Linked DNA regions of Ovis aries: region 2 is linked to region 1. The links are chromatin contacts, called in public Hi-C maps. All regions are on one chromosome and are shown on one strand. Each heading gives the region's core, a stretch centred on a gene start, on an enhancer-like site or on the middle of the called end of the contact. The rest is flanking DNA. Distances are from core to core; before and after follow the strand shown.

Region 1 (6,591 bases), core at 205-2,704:
GGGACCAGATGCCATGATCTTCGTTTTCTGAATGTTGAGCTTTAAGCCAACTTTTTCGCTCTCCTCTTTCACTTTCATCAAGAGGCGTTTTAGCTCCTCTTCACTTTGGCACTAGTGGTAAAGAACCCATCTGCTAGTTAGGACCACTTAAGAGACATGAGTTTGATCCCTGGTTTGGGAAGATTCCTGGAGAAGGAAATGGCAACGTACTCCAGTATCCTTGCCTGGAAAATTCTATCAACAGAGAAACCTGGCGGGCTACAGTCCACGGGGTTGCAACAGTTGGTCACAACTGAGCTCACACACACACACACACACACACACGCGCGCACCAAATTACCGGTGCAAATTTTCATAGCTGGGAAGACCTGACTGTGTGGATCTCAACAAACTGGAAGATTCTTCAAGAGACGGGAATACCAGACCACCTGTCCTGCCTCCTGAGAAATCTGTATGCAGGTTAAGAAGTAACAGTTAGAACTGTACATGAAACAACAGACTGATTCCAAGTCGGGAAAGGAGTACGTCAAGGCTACACATTGTCACTTTGCTTATTTAACTTATATGCAGAGTACATCATGCGAAATGTCAGGCTGGATGAAGCACAAGCTAGAATCAAGATTGCTGGGAGAAATATCAAAACCTCAGATATGCAGATGACACCACCCTTATGGCAAAAAGCGAAGAGAAACTAAAGAGGCTCTTGAAAGTGAAAGAGGAGAGTGAAAAAGCTGACTTAAAACTCAACATTCAGAAAACTAAGATCATGGCATCTGGTCATCACTTCATGGCAAATAGATGGAAAAACAATGGAAACAGTGACAGACTATTTTCTTGAGATCCAAAATCACTGCAGATGGTGACTGCAGCCATGAAATTAAAAGATGCTTGCTCCTTGGAAGAAACCTAGACAGCATATTAAAAAGCAGAGACATTCCTTTGCCGACTTAGGTCCATCTAGTCAAAGCTATGGTTTTTCCAGTAGTCATGTATGGATGTGAGAGTTGGACTATAAAGAAAGCTGAGTGCTGAAGAATGGATGCTTTTGAACTGTGGGTTTGGAGAAGACTCTTGAGAGTCTCTTGGACTGTAAGGAGACCAACCAGTCCATTCTAAAGGAGATCAGTCCTGGGTGTTCATTGGAAGGACTGATGCTGAAGCTGAAACTCCAATACTTTGGCCACCTGATGAAAAGAACTGACTCATTGGAAAAAGACCCTGATGCTGGGAAAGATTGAAGGCAAGAAGAGAAGGGGACAACAGAGGATGAGATGGCTGGATGGCATCACCGACTCGATGGACACGAGTTTAAATAAGTCCCGGGAGATGGTGATGGACAGGGAGGCCTGGCGTGCTGCAGTCCAACACAACTGGGCAACTGAACTGAACTGAACTGGGAAGACCAAGGTGCTGGGTGGCTCCTGGCCACAAGGGGGCATAGTCTCCCTAGTTCTGGGCAAAGGAGAGGCCTCTGATGCCCCCACGGTGCCCAGGCTCGGCCTCTGTAGGCAGCCCAGGTGCAGCGGTTTGATGGACAGCAGACCACTCCTCTCTGGGCAGCTCCCACAGTGGGCACATCTGGGGTGCAGAAGGCCAGGAGCGGTCAGGCTGGGAGGAGGTCCTGTTCAAATTACAGACTGTGCAGGAGTGCTGTGTTGGCAGCTTCGCCCAGGAGCCAGGAGGGCGGTGGTGTCTGGGGCATGACCTTGGGTGGCTGGGGTGCTGGTTAGGGTGTTGGGCAGAGCCTGGCTGGTGACGCTGAGAGTGTGTGGGTGTGGCAACCACAACAGAGATGGGGGCCCCAAGGGCTCTGTGGGATCCACTGTGCTGCCCTGCCAGCTCTGCCCAGCCCAGCCGGAACCGGGATTGTGTGCTGTGGTCCAGGCAGAGACCACGGTTTTCATTGAGGTCCTCTACAGTCTGGCATTACCTTCTCTAAAAGTAGCTCTTCTGCAGTCAAGCTGAATAGCTGCTCTTTCTCCACACGACTTGCACTTTGCTTCACTCACGTACTCATTCTCTTACTCATACCAGGCCATCAACCTGTACTGAGTGTGACCTATAGCCAGGCACCATGGAAATATAAGGCAGCGGGCCCTCACGGACATGTACTTTGTGCCACCGTATCTTTTTTTTTTTTTTTCTCATTCTTTTAAAAAAATACTTATTTGGTGGCACCAGGTCTTCGTTGCATCATGCGGGATCTTTTAGTTACGGCATGGGGGATCTAGCTCCCTGACCAAGGGTCGAAGCTGGGCCCCCTGCATTGGGAGCTCAGAGTTTTAGCCACTGGACCACCAGGCAAGTCCTATGTCTCCATATTCCATATTTTTATTCACGCTTTTCTCCCCATCACCCTCAGTCTGACCGGGTTTTACCGTCTCTTGGAGACTTCCTCAAACCTCACCAGCTCCAGGAAGTCCCTTCTGATTACTCCAAAGGGAGGAAAAGTACCTGGTTTGTCCCATTCACTGTTACCTCCTGAATGCCTAATACCAGCCCTGGTGTAAGGAGGGGCTCAGTAAGTGTTTGTTGATTTTAATGAATCAGGTGATCTTGTCTGTCTCAGATTTCACAGTCTAGATTGCCTAAAACTTTCACTTGGCAAGTCATCAGGTCCTGCCTGTGACATCTCTCCCACTCAACTGCTGTGTTTATTACCACCCGATGCTTTGTGGCTGGGTTAAGCAGGTCTCTTAACTAACAAGGGATGGGAAGGAATTTATTGGCTCATTTAAACACATACTAGGAGATGGGCAGGAAGAGTTGAGCCTACCTTACGAGATGACCTGGCTTCCCTGAGAGCTCAGTTGGTAAAGAGTCCGCCTGCAGTGCAGGAGACCCCAGTTTGATTCCTGGGTCAGGAAGATTCCCTGGAGAAGGGAAAGGCTACCCCACTCCAGTATTCTGGCCTGGAGAACTCCATGGACTGTATAGTCCATGGGGTCACAAAGAGTCAGACATAACTGAGTGACTTTCATTTTCACTTTCTTAGGGGACAACAGCAATCTGGGACTATATCAGGATACCCTGCTATTCACGATGGCTTTTCTCTTTGATATCTTCATCCCTTGCTTTTGCAAACAGGCTTTCTCCATCCAGAAGATGGCTATCAGTGGTCCAAACTTACATCCTTCAAGCTCACCAAATCCAAGAAGAATAGGATTTTCCTCTCCAGCTCCAATTTTGAAATTCTGGTAAAAACTCTGCTAGACTTTTTTATTATTATTATTATTTTTATTCCTTACCTTTCTCTTGGACCAGTCACTGTAACCAGGGGCGGTGATGTAGTTTGATTGGCAGCCCTTACATGATTGGCTGAGTTGGACTAGAAAAAGGGCAGTTGATCCCCCAAAAGCTGATTGAGAAAAACAGATGTGGCCTTTGGGAAGAGCTGAGGCCACCACCCTGACGGGTATCCACAACAGTGGTGGCAGTGTGTTCTCATGTATCAGTATAGTCCCTGATACTGGGGAAACATCCATGCACACAGTGCCTTTGCTGATGACACAAGCTTGATCAGTGTTGGCTCATTTACAGGGAAAGGAGTGTAATGTCTTGTTTTGTTTGGGCTGAAATCCCCCGTGGATCTTCCCTGCACTTTGCGTGGGCTGTCTATCCTGTCGAGGCTGCTATGGGTGGGTCGTCGGTCTCAGAGTGTGAAGCTGGAGAGAATCCTGGAACCCGTGGTATGACTGGAGCTGTCCCTTCTGGTTTTCCTTCTGAGAAAATCTTCCAAGCTGAGTGGTGTGAGTAATATTGGCTTTTTGTCTCAAAAAGGAGAATGGCACTAAGATTGGTTTTTCTATTTGTGTTTCTTTGTTTGTTTTGGTAGAAAGCAGAGATAGCAATTTTGTAAAATGGAGTCTTGCTAGGATGGTCTCAGGAATGGGGCCTTTTGAAAAGATGTTGTTCAGTTGCTAAGTGAGCGACTCTTTGCCACCCCACGAACTGCAGCACGCCAGGCTTTCCTGCCCTTCACCATCTCCCACATTCATGTCCTTTGAGTTGGTGATGCCATCCAGCCATCTCATCCTCTGTCGCCTCCTTTCAAAAGATGAGGCACTCCTATCAGAAGAGCATGAGGCTTTCAATAGCCCTATTGGGTAATGTTATTGTACCTATTTTTTTGATGAGGAAACTGAGGTCCAGTGATGGTAGCATGATCTAGGAGAGCTCTAGGAGGTGGGGAGCAAAACCTGTCTGGATGGGGAGCCATGTGCCAGAGGCTTTGTATATCTCATATCATTTAATCTGCACTGCAGTCCTCTGAGACCAGAACAAGACGACAAGCTTGGAAAATTTTAAATGCCTTGCTGAGGGTCAGTAGGGCTGGGATTCATTAATTTAAAAGCCCATATTGTTTTCTCTTCCTCATACTGCGTGACCTGGCCCTGGTCACTTTATCTCCGTGTGCTTCCATTTCGTAATCTGTAGTACGTGAATAATTAGTAGAGACCTCCTGGGTTTGTTGGGAGGGTTAGATGAATTGCCTCTTACGCGTAGAGGACCTATTGTTATTGTTGTTATTATTATGTCACAAGACCTCCCTCAGGGTCACAAGTCAGGCCACTCCCTTTTGCAGAAAAACCAGATTCCGTGGGAGCCCCTTCCTGGCCCAGGTGCTCCTGAGGCCCGGCTGCAGGTGCCTGGGAAAGTTTGCAACGGGCAGCTAGAGAACAAAGGCTCCAGGTGCCGGGTGACGCTTTGTCTGGCGGCAGGCCTGTTTCCTGCTTGATCAGGTTGCTCTTGGCTGGCCCAGCTCCTGGAGCTGACCGCCCCACCTCACCCCCCTATCCCTGCCAGCTGAAGGCTGAGTGCTGGGCCTGGTGATGCAGGACAGGGCCCAGCTGGACAAGGCCCTTCCTTTCTGGAGCCCAGCCCAGGGATCTCACTGGCTGAAGCAGGAGACTTGGGGCACTGGGCCCATCTTCTGGCTCTCTTCCCATCCTCCATCTATGGGGTGGCCCCATGGGGCAGAGAGAGGCTGGGCCTGGGGGGCAGGATCTGAGACCTGGGGTTGAATGCCAGCCTGAGAAGGAAATAGTGGGTCCCCCTAGGCAAGTGACTTCCTCTCTACCTCTCAGTTTCTGTAGTAGGAACTAGAGACCCCGTGGACTGTTCAGGAGGTTGGGCTGGTTCCTGGATAAAGCCCTTGAAGGCCCTAAACACTTCTTGGGGCCCCCAACACGGCCTATGAGAGACAGAACTTCCAACTGTTTGGAGGCTGATCTTAGTACAACACAGAACGAGATCCTGTGTCATTCCCCTCCAGAAAACACGCTGCAAGCCCTGGCTTGTGGCCGTGCCCGCCCTACCCCAGTGCAGCTCCGAGCCATCAGCTTCTCCAGGTTCTGTGAACAGGAGTCTCTCTCTGCTTCAGAACTTCTGCACGGCTGTCCCTTTGCACTGGACACTTTGTGCTCTGGGTCTTCTCGGGGCTGTCCTTGTCGCTTGGATCCTAGTTCTCAGGTGTCGCCTCCTCAGGGAAGCCCTCTTTGGTCACCCTCTAACCTAGCCCCTGTCTGATCCCTCCCTAACAGCCTTATCCTGTTTGATTCACTCGAAACACTCCCCTCTCTCTGCAGCTCTGTGTGTGTGTGTCAGTCGCTCAGTTGTGCCTGACTTCTTTGTGGCCCCATGGACTGTAGCCTGCCAGGCTTTTCTGTCCTTGCTTTTAATTTGTCTCCCTTTGTGTTGTCTGCCTCTCCGCGGGAATATAAGCTCCAAGAGGGAAGGGTCTTGTCTTTATTTCTTTGTGCTGCCTCCCCTGCTCTAGAACAGTCCCTGGTACTCAGGGACTCCCTCTAGATACCCGCTCTATAAAACTCACTTTAAAAAATATATTTATTTATTTGGCTGTCCTGGGTCTTAGTTGCAGCATGCAGGATCTTCAGTTGCAGCAAGTGGGATCTTGTTCCCTGACCAAGGATCAAACTCAGGCCCCCTGCACCGGGAGGGTGGACTCAGCCGCTGGACCACCAGGGAAGTCCTATAACAGACTCACTTAAAATTTATTAGTATTATTACTTATTTGGCTGCTCAAGGGATATTTTAATTGTAGCATATGGGATCTAGTTCCTGGACCAGGGACAGAACCCAGGCCCCCTGCATTGAGAGCACAGCGGCTTAGCCACTGGGCCACCAGGGAGGTCCCAAGACCCACTTTTGAATGAAGGTCTCGGTGTCCCTTATACCTCTGCGGTCTGGGCAGTTTGCTTTTGCTTTGGATTTCCAAAACACTTTCATACGCAGTGCCTCATCTAAACCACGTCACAGCTACCTGTAAGACAGGTTGGGCAAGATCAGAAGCCCCGTTTTATAGATGAGAAAATTGAGGTGCCCAGAGGCTTAAGGAACATGCCTAAGGTCATATGCGTCATAGGTGCCAAACCAGGACTAGAGACTTCAGAAACTCTTTTCAGGACTCCAGACCAGATGTGAGAATGTCTTAAAAGAGAAAAATCCACATTCCAAACCTATTTTTCCCTTAGGTTGTCTTACAGATAAACACATACTCAGAATTACTGTATGAGGGGGTAGTACTCTGATCTCCAACATTCTTTTTCTCATTTTATTTTTAAAAAAATT
Region 2 (7,167 bases), core at 1,030-3,529, 55 kb after region 1:
TCCAGGGTCTGAAAAGCGACCATTCCTCAGATTTGAAGCTGAAAATATCTTCAACTACACATCCCTCCTGCTGAGCAAGGATGGCAGGACTGTGTACGTGGGTGCTCGAGAGGCCCTCTTGGCACTCAACAGCAGCGTCAGCTTCCTGCCAGGCGGGAAGTACCAGGAGGTCAGATGATGCTTAGGGTTAGGCTGGGTAGAGGGTGCTGGTGGGGTGAGGGGTGGAACTTCTGGGCCCCAGGATGATGCAAATAGGGGAGGGCTGAAGAAAGGGAGGCGGAGCCTCTGCTCCCAGGGGGAGGGGCAAAGAAACGGGAGGCGGAGCCTCTGCTCCTAGGTGCACACTGATCTTTCCCTTTCTGGTTCCCCAGCTGCTGTGGCCCGCAGATGCAGAGAGAAAGCAGCAGTGCAGTTTCAAGGGCAAAAACCCAGAGGTGAGCCAGCACCTGGAGGTGACCTGGGCTGAAGGAGGGCTGGAGGTGGTAGGTCTGGGCCCAGGATGGAGGCCGGAGGTAGGAGCAGATGCTGCCAGCTGTAGTGGAAAGGACATGGGTTTCTGAGATGGCCAGACTCGGGTTTGTGTCTCGACCCTGTACTTATTATCTCTGTGATCTCGGACAAATTGATTTGCCTTTCCGAGCCTTAGTAAAATGGGGTAAGGATGGCTGTCTCACTGGACTCACCACAAGGATTCAGTGAGCTAATACATATGATAAGGGCCAAACAGACGTCAGCTTCCAGCAGGAGCAGTGATTGGGTGGGGGTGGGAGTCTGTCCCTTTGAGGATGGTGCTTGATGTGGCAGGCCTGACATATCCCAGCTTGGTTTTGGCCAGACCAATGAGTGGGGACTGGTCAGCCCAGAGTTCTTTGGGAAGACTCCCCACAATTCCCAGAGGCCTCCTGGTCCTGAGTGCAGCAGGGGGCAAAGGTGAAGGTAAAAGACCCCAGTCTTGGGGTCAAGACACAAGTTCAGGGAATTTCATGGGGTCCAGCGGTTAGGACTCCTAATCCCTGGTCTGGTAACTAAAATCCCATAAGCCAAGTGGCATGACCCGGCCCCCCAACACCAAATTTTTTTTTTAAGACACAGGTTCAAGTCCTGACTGCTTTTGATTTCTTTTATTCAACAGAAATGTGTTAAGTACTTACTCTGTGCCTGGGTGCTTTGAGACTCTGGTTATTATCGTTGTTGTTACTGTTGTTGAATCACAAAGTTGTGTCTGACTCTTTGCAACCCTCTGAACTGCTGCACACCAGGCTTCTCTGTCCGTCACTGTCTCCCCGAGTTTCCTCAAATTCATGTCTATTGAGACAGTGATAACATCCAACCATCTCATCCTCTGTCGCCCCCTTCTCCTCTTGCCCTCAGTCTTTCCTAGCATCAGGGTCTTTTCCAGTGAATTGACTCTTCACATCAGGTGACCAAAGTATTGGAGCTTCAGCATCAGTCCTTTCAATGAATATTCAGGGTTGATTTCCTTTAGGATTGACTGGTTTGATCTCCTGATTATTATATCATTGTGAAAAAGAAGTCAGTCTTGCTTTAAGGGTGGTCAGGTTACACTTCCTTTAGAAAGTGACATTGGAGCCAAGATTAGGAGGAGGGGTGAGGGGTTTGACGTGGAGAAAGAACAGGACTGTGGATGTCACTCTGAGTGAGGTATTTGGGGAACCACTGGCAGGCTGAGCAGCGTGGTGGCGTGGTCTAGTGTGGGTTTTCAGAAAGTCGCTCTAACCACCGTGGTGGGGAGCGGGCTCCTGGAGGCAAGGATAGAGGGAGACCAGTGAGGGGCGAAAGGGGATGGTGGCCCAGACCAGGGTTGGACCAACAAAGGGAACGAGAAGTCTCGGTCAGATCCTGGACGTATCTTGAAGATGGAGCCACCAGGATTTCCTGATGGAAGAACCAGGGTGGAGGTGGTATAAGAGGGGAGTCGCGTATGCTGTGAGGTTTGAGGCCTGAGAAGATGGAGTTGGCGTCTGTGAAAGCGGGGAGACCCCGGAGGAGGGAGTTTTGGGGGAACAGTCAGAAGCTCAGGAGATGCCTGTTAGGATACCCTCTCAGAGGCAAGCTGCGAGTCTGGAGTCCAGGGTTCAGGGCTGTGTGTTTCCTCCTGTTCTGGGCTCAACTTCCTCACCAGGTGGGGATAAGACAGCTCAAAAGGGAGATGTTTTGTGCCTTCACCTCAGACTGAAGTGAAGTTTCCTAGTCACAGAGCTAGCTGAGTCCCGAGGTCCCCTCCTACACACACAGGCACACACGCAGGTCCTCCATCTCCTGCTCCAGGAGGCGCTGCCCCTTGGGTCTGGTGGGGGGGCGGGTGGTGGTGGTGGGAGGTCAGAGGCGCCCCCTGGTGGCCTGTCTGTGCCTTACATCCTCCTCCTTCCTCCAGCGGGACTGTCAAAACTATATCAAGATCCTCCTGCCACTCAACAGCAGCCACCTCATCGCCTGCGGCACGGAGGCCTTCAGCCCCGCATGCACCTACATTGTGAGTGCCCCTCTGCACCCCGGGCCGGCCCCTGGCTGGCCCAGGAAGTAGCCCTCTTTCTGCCTCCAGGCACCTGGTCTGTAGCACTGACCCCTGGTGAAGGGCACTGCCCTGGTGGGAGGCTTCTGGGAGGCCAAGGGCCCTGAGAGCCCCGGGACCCTGCCCCAGCCCTGATGGGCGGGTCTCCCTGCAGAATGCGGGGAGAGGACGGACCCATAGGATTCCCTGGGCACAAAGACCCTGGCTGACCCCACGATCACACCCTCTCACTTCCTCCAGCTCTCGCTCAGTCCCCGCCAGCCCACCTCATCCACCCTCCTCATCACACGCACGCTCTTGTGTTTCTGCCCTTTGCACAACTTTGCGGAGGGTGGCATTTTCAGGGTGTGGGTCGGAGCAGCCAGGTTCCGAGTCAGACGTTTCTGGGTTTGAACCACATCACTGCCCTTTCCTGGCTCACGTTGCCTTTCTGAGCATCTTCACTGCCACGTGGGCCAGCCACAGTGAGGGGTCATGGCGAGGCGCTGCGGGGACTGTGCCCCGGGGGCCAGGATGAGGGGGAGGCCCTCGGACTGCTGCCCTCGCTCTGAACACCTCCCTGCTCTTCCACCAAGCTCGCTCACTCCCCGGTGTGGCCCTGACCTCCCCGCTCTGCTCCCCTGCAGGACGTGGAGAACTTCACGCTTGCACAGGACAATCGGGGGAACATCCTCCTGGAAGATGGCAAGGGCCGTTGTCCTTTTGACCCCAATTTCAAGTCCACGGCCCTGGTGGTTGGTGAGTGGGGGGCAGGGCAGGCAGGGTGGCCCGGGTGGTCGGTGCCATGCTGGTATCCAGGGGTGCAGTGACCCCAGACAGCTTTCTGTTTGGCTCTTCTTAGTTCTTATTCCCTCCTCTGTCCTCCTCAAGCAAGAAAGGCCGCGCTCAGGTCACTGTGGGCCCTGAGCAGGAAGAGGCTGTGCCCAGGGCCCATTCTCATGGGAAATGTTCTCTTGGCAGATGGCGAGCTGTACACGGGAACAGTCAGCAGCTTCCAGGGGAATGACCCGACCATCTCTAGGAGCCAAAGCCCCCGCCCCATCAAGACTGAGACCTCCCTCAACTGGCTGCAAGGTGAAATCCTCCCGCTGCCCCCCCAGTGGGCAGTCCCCAGGCCCCAGGGCGGGGGCCCTGTCTCCCCAGCAGGGCCAGAGAGCAGAGTCTTGCCTGTCTGGGATCACTGGGCTGATGGTGCTCCCCACCGGCCCCCCCCACAGACCCAGCGTTTATGGCCTCAGCCTACATTCCCGAGAGCCTGGGCAGCTCGGAAGGGGACGATGACAAGATCTACTTCTTCTTCAGAGAGATTGGCCAGGAGTTGGAATTCTTTGAGAACACCATGGTGTCCCGCATCGCCCGTATCTGCAAGGTGAGGGGGCTGGGCCACCCCAGAGGTGGCCTCCTCCTGTCCTCCAGAAGGAACGGCTTGGCTCCTGGCATCTCTCTTTTTCTCTTGAATTTTTGGCTGAGCTACATCTTCACTGCTTCCCAGGCTCATCTTTAGTTGCGATGAGCGGGAGCTTTTTCTCTAGTTGAGGTGCACAGGCTTCTCATTCCGGGGGCTCCTCTTGTTGCAGAGCCCAGGCTGTACTCACAGCTCAGTAATTGTGGTACACGGGCTTAGTTGCCCTGTGACATGTGGGACCGTCCTGGACCAAGGATCAAATCCATGTCCCCTACTTTGGCTGGCAGATTCATAACCACTGAACCAGCAGAGAAGTCTCCTTTTAAGTTAAAATGTCTGTTTTTTTCTTATTTAAAAGAAATGTGAAAACATAGCAAAGTACACGCAAAAATCACAAGATAAAGAGGCGGCTTGGTATGGTGATTAAGAGTGTTGACGCTGGAGCCCAGCTGCCTGGGTTCAAACCCTGCAGGTCGTGTGATCTTGGGCAATTTCCTTGCTGAGAAATCTGTTTCAGTTCCCGCCTCTGTTCAGCATGTAGGGTGCTTGGAAATGTGCTGAGCAACCACTAGGTGGTGACTGTCGGTGTTACAATCTCCTCCTTCCGCAAGAAGTGACCACTGTTAACAATTTAGAATGTTCCTTGCTAACCTTTATTCTTTTGCCCACGTGTAAAGACTTACATATTTGTATTATGTAAAACCACGTGCAAACAAAGAGATACTGTAATGCAACTCTTTAGCCTCCCTTTCTGCTCAGCAGTAAATCGTGACATCTTTTCATGTTTGTAGACAGAGTTCCCTTCGTCCTTTTTTCTGGCTCCTTACAGTTAGGGGAGCACTGCCATTTACCTACCCAGCCTTCTGGCAAGGGGGAGCTGAAGGCTGGCACTTCAAGTCTTTTTTTTTTTTTAAATTTATTGTTTATGTGAAATTTAGATCTAGCTGGAGGCATGCTCTCTCTCTCTCTCTCTCTCTCTCTCTATATATATATATATATATATATATATATATGTACGTGCACACACACACACAGACACACACACAGACACGCACGCACGCACATGCCATGGGATGCAACATGTGGGATCTTAGTTCCCTGGTCAGGGATTGAACCAGCGTTCCCTGCACTGGAAGCATAGAGTCTTAACCACTGGACCACCAGGGAAGTCCCCTGTCGTCTTGATTTGAGATGAGCTCAGGCCTGGTGTTGTGTCTGTCGGGCCCTTCCTGGTGTCCATCTCAGTCACCGCTGGGGAGGGGAGCGAGGAGCCGTCCCTGAGCCCAGCCCCTCTCCCCCTCATGCAGGGTGACGAAGGGGGCGGGCGCGTCCTGCAGCAGCGCTGGACGTCCTTCCTGAAGGCGCAGCTGCTGTGCCTGCGGCCTGACGACGGCTTCCCGTTCAACATGCTACAGGACATGTTCACGCTGATGCCCCGACCCGAGGACTGGCTGGACACCCTCTTCTATGGGGTCTTCACATCCCAGTGGTGCGCCTCCCAGGACCTAGCTGGGAACGGGCCGGGTGAGGGGTGAGTGTCTGGCCTCACTGTGAACCCCAAGGCTCTTGGGGCTCATTCAGCCAACTTCCTCTGTAGGAACGGGGGGACCACGAAGAGCTCTGCCGTCTGTGTCTTCACCATGAGGGACGTGCAGTCCACCTTCAACGGCTTCTACAAGGAGGTGAACCGCGAGACGCAGCAGTGGTACACAGTGACCCACCCAGTACCCTCGCCCCGGCCGGGTGCGGTGAGTGCTGCTCCCTGCCGCAGGGCAGCGTGCTGGGAGGGTGGGTCCACACCCTGTGCTGGGCTGGCTTGCTTTCTCTAAGCCTGTCGTCTCATCTTGACAGTGGGGGCAGAACCCAGGGCTGCTTGTCTTTCCAAGTTCGACGTGACCGTGGATGTCAGGATGGCAGTGGGCTGGGCAGGGCTGTCCCATCAGAGCGCTGCCTGCAGCGTGCCTCTCTCCCACTCCACTGTGAGCTCCTTGTTGAGTGGCCGGCCGTGGGCAAATGGTCCTCTCTTCTTTCCTTCCAGCCTCATGGGCTCCTCACAAAGCAGACCTTGAGACAAGGATGTAGGTGCTGGCAGTTTCTAGGGGAGCTACTCCCCAGAAGCAGCAAAGAGGGGACAGGATTGTGGAGGGAGGGGTGGAGCCAAGAAAGCGGGGGTCACAACGCTGCTGCTGCTGTGGGTGCCTGGAGCTGAGGCCCTGGGGCCCTGGGAGGCTATGTGGAGTACATCTCAGCGTTGTCCCCCTGGGGTGTTTGTTACCAACTGCTGGGCCTCAGTAATTGAGGGTCGTTCTGGGATGTTAATTCCCAGAGCTGCTGCAGAGAATGCCCCTCGACAGAGAGAATCAGGAACCCTTGTGCTGTCGCTCAGTCGTCTCCGACTCTGTGTGACCCCATGGACTGTAGCCCGCCAGACTCCTCTGTCCATGGGGATTCTCCAGGCAAGAATACTAGAGTGGGTTGCCATGCCCTCTTCCAGGGGATCTTCCCAACCCAAGGACTTGAACTGGGGTCTCCTGCATTGCAGGCGGATGCTTTAACACCTGAGCTATCAGGGAAGCCCAGGAAGCCTCTGGCAATACGGCAGACTAACTGCAGGCACCCTGTGGCCCCTATGCTAGGACACCTGCTCAGCCTGGGCTTCTTGAGAAAGGAACTCTCTCACTTCCTGCTGAAAGGATGCTGCAGGAGCAGAAAGTGCGGTCATGCCCAGGGGACGGGGTGGGGGAAGGATGGGCAGGAAGGAGAGATGGTTGGTGGGCAGAGAGGAGGAAACCCTGGCAGCCAGGGCCCATGGCCCCACATCCTTGGACCTGCAGATAAGCATGTTGGCTCCACAGAACTGGAGAGCCATGCTGTGGCCTGGCTTCTGAGGGTGGGGGAATCCCTGCTGTCCACTGGGGAGGCAGGGCTTGGTAATCCCGGCAGGATCTGTAGAACACCCATCCTGCTGGCCACCCCAATGCCGCCCATCTCAAACCAATGCCTTCTCCTTCAGTGCATCACCAATAGTACCCGGGAGAGGAAGATCAGCTCATCGCTGCAGCTCCCCGACCGTGTGCTGAACTTCCTCAAGGACCACTTCCTGATGGACGGACAGGTCCGCGGCCGCATGCTGCTGCTGCAGCCCCAGGCCCACTACCAGCGCGTGACTGTCCACCGTGTGCCGGCCCTGAACCGTGCCTACAATGTCCTCTTCCTGGGCACTGGTGCG

Evidence for each region. A called contact is a pair of places that touch in the nucleus more often than the background predicts.
Region 2: a contact with region 1 is called in a Hi-C map of tail adipose tissue, with 4 times the contacts expected there. The contact joins two enhancer-like sites. A contact is called at or near these places in 8 of 16 Hi-C or Micro-C datasets (blood, hypothalamus, mesenteric adipose tissue and 4 more).

The regions. Positions count from the first base shown.
Region 1 is chr18:20,868,172-20,874,762 of ARS-UI_Ramb_v3.0, forward strand. No RefSeq gene overlaps it. Among named protein-coding and RNA genes, the nearest start is that of SEMA4B, 20 kb to the right of the region's middle. Within about 2 kb of position 1,455, at least 29 of the 54 cell types and tissues checked have an H3K27ac peak or open chromatin away from gene starts, as enhancers often do.
Region 2 is chr18:20,922,147-20,929,313 of ARS-UI_Ramb_v3.0, forward strand. SEMA4B (semaphorin 4B) reads left to right here. Exons shown (of 16, transcript XM_060401645.1): 4 at 6-169; 5 at 372-434; 6 at 2,396-2,494; 7 at 3,160-3,271; 8 at 3,494-3,607; 9 at 3,751-3,902; 10 at 5,246-5,427; 11 at 5,536-5,686; 12 at 6,952-7,162. Among named protein-coding and RNA genes, the nearest start is that of CIB1, 12 kb to the right of the region's middle. Within about 2 kb of position 2,280, at least 3 of the 54 cell types and tissues checked have an H3K27ac peak or open chromatin away from gene starts, as enhancers often do.